2 separate regions of the Mus musculus genome follow, and region 2 is linked to region 1. Evidence: chromatin contacts called from public promoter capture Hi-C data. All regions are on one chromosome and are shown on one strand. The core of a region is the stretch at or near the end of the contact, and the rest is flanking DNA. Distances in the headings are between cores, read along the strand shown. Region 1 holds the start of Vim (vimentin). Region 2 holds the start of Cacnb2 (calcium channel, voltage-dependent, beta 2 subunit).

Evidence for each region. Promoter capture Hi-C pulls out the DNA fragments that hold promoters and counts their contacts.
Region 2: a contact with region 1 is called in a promoter capture Hi-C map of embryonic stem cells, with 4 times the contacts expected there. The contact joins the promoter of Cacnb2 here to the promoter of Vim in region 1. A contact is called at or near these places in 1 of 39 promoter capture datasets (embryonic stem cells), 1 of 484 Hi-C or Micro-C datasets (embryonic stem cells), 3 of 115 datasets of contacts at active chromatin or transcription factors (astrocytes, cardiomyocytes and large pre-B cells) and 1 of 9 other capture datasets (liver).

What each region holds. Positions count from the first base shown.
Region 1 is chr2:13,571,144-13,575,806 of GRCm38.p6, reverse strand. It overlaps Vim (vimentin), which reads right to left and starts at 1,496. Exons shown (of 9, transcript NM_011701.4): 1 at 813-1,496; 2 at 206-266. The coding sequence starts at 1,375. It overlaps Gm9875 (a long non-coding RNA gene), which reads right to left. Exons shown (of 4, transcript XR_865978.3): 4 at 4,284-4,663.
Region 2 is chr2:14,603,047-14,607,369 of GRCm38.p6, reverse strand. It overlaps Cacnb2 (calcium channel, voltage-dependent, beta 2 subunit), which reads right to left and starts at 3,064. Exons shown (of 14, transcript NM_023116.4): 1 at 2,812-3,064. The coding sequence starts at 2,919. Gm32741 (a long non-coding RNA gene) reads left to right here and starts at 2,785. Exons shown (of 4, transcript XR_374017.4): 1 at 2,785-3,794; 2 at 4,153-4,225.

The sequences.
Region 1 (4,663 bases), core at 247-2,746:
CGAAGCAGAAAATAAAGCCTTCATGTTCCAAAGACTGCCCTAAATAGTGGAGTTTTTCAATCTGTGCGCTTTCCGCCGCCAGGGGGCTTTACAAGCAGACGTGAAGTTCTGCACCTTTTAAAACCTAAGGGAAGTAACTTTTAGAACCGCTCGCGGGTTGGCTCCATTGGGCTGCTGGCTGCATGTGAAAAAGAAGTCTACAAACCTGTCTGAATGACTGCAGGGTGCTTTCGGCTTCCTCTCTCTGGAGCATCTCCTCCTGCAATCTGAAGCAGCAGCACATTAATCAAAGGGGAACTGGAAAACCGCCAGGGGCGGGGCGGCCACACCCAACCACAAATGCCGCCAAGCCTTGAGTCCAGAGCTGCTGTGACACCTCCACCCACAGTAGTTACTGCAACTTGTCGAGGTGGCAGCTCTCTGCAGGTGTTAGCTGGAGTTGGGGCACACTGGAAAAGACAATCACTGCCCTTCCCTTACAATTACAGCCAATCCCCTGTCCCAATATCCCAGATGCCTTTGCCATCTCTTTGTCTGGAACCCTTCACACCCATTCTTTCCTCCTGTCTGGTAACTGTAAGCCCAGAAGAAGGACCTAAGAAACTTTCTAAAAAGTTCAATGGAAGTGCTTGAGTGAGGCGAAAAGAGAAATGTTCACTGCAAAGTTTAGGTTCAGGGTGGGGCCCGCTTCCTCTGCTATCCTCCAGACAACCGCCACCCCAGCCACATCCCCAAGGGCGTGGCAGCCCCAGTGCAAGGCCCAGGACTCCCCTCCCTCCCACACCCCACCACTCGCGTAGGTCAGGCCTTACTTCTCTCGCAGCCGCATGATGTCCTCGGCCAGGTTGTCCCGCTCCACCTCGACACGGGCCTTGTCGTTGGTGAGCTGATCCACCTGCCGGCGCAGCTCCCGCATCTCCTCCTCGTACAGGTCGCCCAGGCGCGACTTGCCCTGGCCCTTGAGCTGCTCGAGCTCAGCCAGCAGGATTTTGTTCTGCTGCTCGAGGAAGCGCACCTTGTCGATGTAGTTGGCAAAGCGGTCATTCAGCTCCTGCAGTTCTACCTTCTCGTTGGTGCGGGTGTTCTTGAACTCAGTGTTGATGGCGTCGGCCAGCGAGAAGTCCACCGAGTCTTGAAGCAGCCGCACGCCCGGCACGCTGCTCCGCAGGCGCACTGCCGAGGACCGGGTCACATAGGCGCCACCGGGGGATGAGGAATAGAGGCTGCGGCTAGTGCTGGGGCGCAGTGCGCTGCCCAGACTGTAGGTGCGTGTGGACGTGGTCACATAGCTCCGGTTGGAGCTGGGCCGGCTCGATGTGCCGGAGCCACCGAACATCCTGCGGTAGGAGGACGAGGACACAGACCTGGTAGACATGGCTTCGAAGGTGGGCTGGCTTGCTGCGGCTGGAAAAACTGCAACAAGGGAATGAGGGCGCGGTGGCTGTGAATCGTAGGAGCGCTGGGGTCTCTGGGGTCCCGGAGCAAGAGTGGCAGAGGACTGGACAACGCCAAGGGCGCTGCTTTTATAACACTGTTAGGAAAGAGGGTCCCCTCCCACTGCCATCCTAGCCGCCGAGCGAGCCAGCCAATGGGGACCCGGAAAGAAGTGAGGAAGGGGGGTGGGGGAGGGAGCTCCCCTCGAGCCTTCCTCCAGGGCTGTAGGGTATCAAGCACAGTCCTGTTACTAATTGGAAGTGCTAGGCCTTTCAGGGGCTTTCCTGGTGATCACCCGAACTCTCTACTCACCCTTGGGTGCTGAGAAAGAAGGGATCGCGGGAAGGATTCATGGGGGAAGGAAGGGGGGCTCTGGAAAGTTGAGTAAAGCGATCCCTGGCACTGGGCCAAAGGGGCGTGGGACTAGGCGCGCTGGTAGGAGGGGCGTGGTCGCAGTCGCAGATCTGCGGTCTTCTGGGACTGGGTGGGTGGGGAGATCCGAGAGCGGAGGAGCAGGAAGAGCCTGCAAAAGCAGTCCTGCAGATCGGAAGCCGGGGAGAGAGAAACAAAGAGGGCCCGAGATTGGGGGTGGAGAAGCACACAGCCCAAGATATCTGGCTCAAGACCTTTGCAGAGGGCTTGTTTGACGTGGTCATATCCCCTGATCTAACGGACTCAGTTCAACTAGAGAGGATTAGGAGCCACTGCCTCTGGAGTAAAGCCCAGGGGACGGGGTGGGGTCGCTGAGTCAGTGGATATGACTCATGGAGCCCTGAGGGTGAGATCGTCTAGCGGTTCAGGAAAACCGTTAGTTGAGATTGACTCCAGACTCCAAGAGCGCTAAGCTCATTCATTGTCCGAAGTTTTAAACCAACTTTGAGAATAACCGTTCTTGTGATTGTTGGGGAAGTGTGGAGAGTTCTCCTTAGAAAGAAACTCTTGCAGACCCGGGAGAGCCACAAAACACATCCACACACCCCTACCCCCATCCCCACCCCTGACGACAAAAGCTCCCTCCCTCCCTCCTTCCCTCCCTCCCCCTTTCTCTCTTTCTTTCTCTCTCTCTCTTTCCTGCATGAAACCACACCCTAAGTTCTGGGTGAAAGAGGAAACTACTTTGGTAATTTCAAAAGCAAGCCCAGTGATCTCGGCCTTTCTGAAAGTGGACTGCATTAGAAGATAAGCAAGTCGGACAAGAAACCATTGGGTTTTGCTAAAAAATCCAATTCGGTGAATGAGTTCGGAAGAAAGGCAGTTATGTAGCTCAAGTGATAAACTGAAGAAACAGATTTCTGTAGATTTTAGAGCAGCGATGCAGGGGAGAAGATTCTAGTGACTTGTCTGGGCAACGCCACAGATCCTATTTTCCACAAAGAAAAATCATGAAATCTAACTTGAAATGGCGACAACTGTCCACAAAACAAAAGGTTCAGAGTGTTGAGATGCAGCGACTGTCACCTTTTCAAAGGGAAAATGACCAGCTCAAGGCTATTGCTTCACGTTTGCTTCTAGGCAAGACTAAGGGGTCTCCGTTCTCCAAGGGAAAAGGACTTTTCAAGAAAGGGAAGTTAGGCCCTTTGTGATTAAGCACGGATAGAAAAATTACAGTTTCTTTTGGTTTGGGATTTGTGGAGTACTGAAACAAAAACAAACAAACTGGGAGATGGGTCCATTAGTGAATAGGGAAGGAAAAGGAGCTTGTATTTTGTTTTTGCTTTTGTTTTTCTTTGGAGCACAGAGTGTTCCCAGCTTACCTGGCAATTAAGAAAGGCCGTTTAGAGACACGTGCAGGATTTATGCTAGCTTTTTTGTACAAGACTCTTTGAAGCAACCCTTTGTGCACCTCATCTCAGTCAGTTCTGGGAATGCTGCGGTCAAGGTTGCCTGCAGGACTCTCTGGGACCCAGCTCTCCTGCTGTGCCTTTCTTTATTCTCCTTTCAAAGAGAGGCTGTGGGTCCTTTCCAGAGAGCACTGCCAGGGTTAGCCTGTGCCTCACGTTACCATTCTGCACACTGAGAGCCTTTTATTCAAGCCATGGTTCAGCAAATGTCACCATTGTGAGATTGCTCGGAATGGCTCAGGATGAGGAAAGTGATTTCCCTGTGGGGAGGAGGGAGGCTAGCCTTCCTCCTACATAGTTTGTAGATCCCAGGGCAGTGCAGTGGCTTTGTCAGGGAACTCTTGCTTAATGAGTCACTGTGGAAAAAGAGGAATGGGTTGTGGTACGGTGTGGCAGTATGCCATGTGGGCACCACAGCAAATTCCTCAGGTTGTGATGACTTCTTCAGTAGGCTCTGCTCCTCTTCATCACCTGAAGGGGGTCCCTTCCTGGCCTTTTTTTTTTTTTTTTTTTAGCTTCAGGGACATTGATGAATATTCTCCTTTTATTGCTGATATGGTAATGGATGAACCGGTTTGTTTATCTTCACGTTATTCTTCCTTTTAAAAAGTTTTTAGAGGGTAGAGACGTAAAAACTGCTACAAAAATATTTTTAGTCATTCATGGAGAAGAGGAGAAGTCATTAGACTTGGAAAAAAGTTTGCTTCATCACACACATATGCACACATGCCTACATACATGCACACATGTACACTTGCACACACATACTTATACCACACACACTCCTCTCTCTCTCTCTCTTTCTCTCTCTCTCTCTCTCTCTCTCTCTCTCTCTCTCTCTCTCTCTCTCACAGCACGCTTTCTCTACTATATGATATTCACAGAAAAGAGAAATCAGTATATTGGAGTGTGTATTCTTGCGATCATTCACTGTGTGCTTATTTTTGAAGAAAAAAAAACAGTCTATGAGCATAGCTTTCTTAGTTTTCATATTTATTTTTGATTGCAATGAAAACCTATCTCAGAAGTATTTTTAAATCTGGACTTATTTGTGATGCAAGTTTGTATATAAGTAAGTGAATGGTCATATGATTTGTAGGTCAGGCACAAATACTATCAGAGTACTTAACAGAGTGATTTTGGAATTTGCAAGCTCTGGCCATGTCAGTTTAACATGGTGACTTGAGCTGACAGGGCAGCCAGCCGTGTGGACAGGAGCTTAGTGGCCTATCGAGTTTTGGAAGAGCTGCCTACAGGAAGTCATGTCAAGAGTACTGCAGGTAGCAGACCCTTCTGCTTGAATATTAGAACTGAGATGGTGGGTAAAACAGACAACGTGATGCAAACCTGTAATCCTACTACTTGGAAACTGGAGCCAGGAAGATCAG
Region 2 (4,323 bases), core at 1,815-4,314, 1.0 Mb before region 1:
CCCCTCTATCCAGCGTCATATAGTCATGTGCTAATTCCTGTCTTGGTCTTTGAAATGTCTGATGCATAGGCCTAACATAGCCGTGGCCTTTTCCCTCTTTTGAGTTTAGATATTATTAGCCCTTGCCCAAACTGTTGTATATCTATTAACCTCCCCTTCTTCCCACTCTGCCTCTGCTCTCCAAACGATCCTAGAGAACATACATTCTCTGTGGATCTGTCCAGTGATCTGTCACATGGCTCCTTTTCTGAACCCTTTCCACAGATCTCTGTTATTCAAAGGCTCCAAGATGTGGCCTCAAATTGCCCTGTCAACCTGATGCCTGTCAACCTGATGTCAACCTGATGCATTCCCAAGCTAATCCTTCCCCTGCGTTCTGCTAACTCTAGAGATTACAAATGCATCCCATAGAGAAGACTCTAATTCCTATAATGGTATGTGGCTCCCATTATGTCTTTCAAAGTTCCTGTTGAAATCTAGCACTTTTTAAATGCCACCTCCCCTGTCAAGTACTGCAGATAACTCTAGACTGTGGCCTTTACTCTTTTTAACTCCTTGGATTCTTGGGTACCCCCACCCACACAAATGTCCCGTTTGTCACTTATGTAACTACAGGGATATAAATTCTTTGAAGGGTGAAAATTGTACCTGTTCACATTAGATTAATTTCCAATTGCAGTTGTACACGGGGTATTTGTTGTCTCGCATTTAATTAGAAATAATTAGGTAAATTACTACTCGTATCTGCATATAATCACTTTTTTCTTTTGACTTATCAGTACTAACTTTGAATAACAAGATTTCAAAAACTTTATTTTTAGCACGAGAATTAAAACTTTACAGAAAAAAAAAAAAAAAAAAAAACAACTGAAGAAACTTCCAGGAGAAGATAGACTTCCATTTCCTTCTTCCCTCAATATTCAAGCCCTTCATCTCTGCACAGCTGAGAGGCCTCTCCGTGCATCTTTTACCCTAGTCTCAGCTGGCAAGCAAGTATCAAGATAAAATCAGGAGCCTAAAACAAACGTGAGCCCTGTTGGGTTCAAATTCCGCTCCTCTGGCAGAACCTGGCCTGGCCGAGAGGGCTCTCCTTAATTACAGGTCTCCACTGGGCTTGGGAGCCAAACTCAGGCTGGCTGAAGCCTACCTGTTTTACCACCACAAAAGAAATGGACTTCTGATTTGTAAGCCCAAGTAGACTATACTTCTCCCCCATTGCTAATCAATGTAAATTGTGCATTCTAAGTTAGAACTGGCAGTTTCCAGTGGTCAATGAAAGTTCAATAAAGAGTCGACAAGAAGGCTTCAGCAGGTAACATCACTAGCTAGGAAGCCTGAAGATCTGAATTCAGTTCCTGAAATCCACATATCTAAAGAGAATCCCTTGGCCTTCTGCAACTTACCCTCTGAACTGGTACCCACAAGCTTTCAGCTTGCACACACATTAGCACACATGTAAATCAGTAGCAGCATGCAAACGTGCACACACACACACACACACACACACACACACACAATGGGTGGGGGGCTCAGCAGAGCTTGAATTATACTACATGGGGTTACCATCGGCACAGTACAGAAATGCTGCTGTCTGTTGCTGTCTACCAGAGCGGCAGCAACATATTTGTGACCTTTTTCGGACCGCCTCACTCCCACCCCTCTACTGCACAGTAAGACCTCGTCCCAGTGTATTTTATGTTATGTATTATTATTCATACAAATATCACAATTTACCATCTGGCAAATATGGACTTGACATGAGCAAGCCAAAGCCATTAAGCAGAGGAGAAATATTCTTCCTGGATTCACCCTAACCTCTTCCCAGCACTCTCCAAGTAGTTCAAGTGTCAGGTTTGAAGGCTTTACCCCAAGAATAAAAGTTGAGGAACTCCTTTCCGCCCAGATCTGGGGGTGTCTGGAATCCCAACTGTACCTGCCAAGGCTTTACGTAAAAGCCACCTTATCACACTCCACGCCTACAACCGACATCTCCTATTTCACAATGAGCAGCAGGACAGAATTTTTCCAGAAACCGCTAATACTCATCAGAGAAAGGAACCCAGGAGCCGCTAGAATGGCATGCCATTTCGGGGTAAACAGAAACAAAAACTTTCTCACCCACAACACTCTGCTCTCTTCTTCCAGCAAAGAAACAAGGGTCCAGGCAAACCCTGGAAAGAGGACAGCTAGCTGAACTGTCTGGGTGGCACAGCGCCCCAGGTGCTGAGGGGGGTTGGGGCTGCTCTCCGGGGAGAAGGCAAGGGGATCCACGCCCACCTTGACCCCTGCATAACACCTCACCTCCCTGCCTAGCTCCCAATAGAGACCACCAGAGGCAGCGGCGGAAACAGCGATGCAGGATGCGGATCCCTTTCCCGCCCGCCCGGACTCACGATCTTGAGCCGGTCCAGTCCACTCGCCTGGTCCATGGCTCTCCATGTGCTTCTCCAGGGCAGGGGCGCGGACAGCCAAGCGGCGTGGCCCGGGAAAAGCCGGGGAGGAGCGGCAGGTCGTCCTCGCCCCTTCCCACTGGCTTTTCAGAAAGCAAAGGGGGCAAAATCAAAAGAAAACAAAACAAAAAAACCCAACCAAACAAACAAACAAAAAAATGGAAGCCGGAGCAGAGCCCGTGGAAGGCGCGCAGGGGCAGGGTCCCCCAGCAGCACCGGGATGGGCGGGAGGAGGTGGCGAAGGAGACCGGAGCAGGAGGGGGAGGCGCGGTTCGCGATGAGGGAGAGGAGGCAGCGGGAGGGACTGAGGTCGGGGCTCTGAGGCTCACAAAGCCAGCAGAAGGCGCGGCGCAGTGGCTACCTGTGCTCCGAGCGCCCCCGCGGGAGCCGCGCTCTCCAGCAGCTCCATCTGGCTCTCCTGCGCCACCGCCGCTACGGGAGGCGACTTGGACGTGTCGCTTTGGACCATCGGCAAAAAGTCGACTCCAAGGCTGCGGGTCCCCTCCTCCACGACCCGGGTCCCCCGCTCCTCTTCGCCCCAGGATCGGAGGCTCTCAGTGCGCGCGACGCCGCTGAAGCATGTTGCAAAGCCTAGACTAGGCGGTGGCGCAGGCACGAGGCTGGGTGGCCGGGGCGAGGGGCGCCAGTTCTTTGGAGCTTCTGGGCCCGCGAGCGGCGGAGGCTGGGACTGCTGGGCGGGCTGGCTCCAGGGAAGGTCCCCGCCAGGAGGAGGGCGCTCCGGGAGCACGAGCCAGGGGGGAGGCGCGTCGGAAAGCGAGAGTGACAAACCACCGCCACTCCGAAAAGTTCTTCGCGGGAGGCGCGGGCCGCGTGGGCTCCGACTCAGCTGCGGCCCGTCGCCGTGGCACTCGCGCTGGAAAGTTTTCGAAGCCACGAAAGCCAGCCAGTCGCAGCTCCCTAGGGAGGTAACTGGCCCAGCTGCTCAGTTCACCTCCTCTTCCTGGAGTCCAGAGGAGGAAAAAGATCCACAGGGTTAGACCCTAAACTGAAACTCTCCATGATTCGAAAAAGGCTACAGACAGACCCCGAACTTCTGCAAAAGCATGAGTGAAAGCACTCGAGGAGTCAGAAAACAAGTGCCAGTGATGAACTAAGACTTCCTCCCACATGGTCCTGACCTGACAATTGGTTCTACTACACCTGTGCCCTAGCTTTTTGGTTTGTGATGGCCTGTTTTGTTTTTGTTGTCTTTGCTAGGAGCTTGTCTTTGCTAGCAGACTATATCGTTCCCGCCCCCAGCGCACCCCCTCCCCGCAGTTGAGAAGTCTTAGTGTAACCGTTGAGACAAAAATAAGCAGGTTTTTAAGGACCCCGAAATTCTTGGTAAGAGGGTAAAACCGGAATAATGGTTCGCTTGTAGTTGGATGGGTGGAGAGGTAGGGAGGAGATGGAGGAGGGGAACCATGATCAGAGTACATTGTGTGAGCTTTCAATTAAAAACAAAGAAACTAAAAGGAGGGGAGGGGAAGAGGGGCACGGGGAGGAGGGGGACGATGAGAAGGAGAAGAAGGAGTGGGGAGGAGGAAGAGGAGGGAGAGGAGGAGGAGGAGGAGGAGGAGGAGGAGGAGGAGGAGGAGGAGGAGAAGGAATTATTTTCCGTTCTAGTATTGCTCATAAGACGCTGCTTTGCTTTGACAACCTTTCTTGCACTGAAAAAAAAATCTACATACAAATTTTCTAGGTAGCACTCACCGAGCAGAAACAAAGTATAACAGTTGTGCAAGCTGAAATACACACAGAGACCTTTTACTAAGGTAAACTTTGTATACTGTGTTTGACTATGATGATGAAATACAGTACCGTGTTCTTCTTAAACTGAGCTGTTTTCATTAAGCAGATGTCTACCATACAC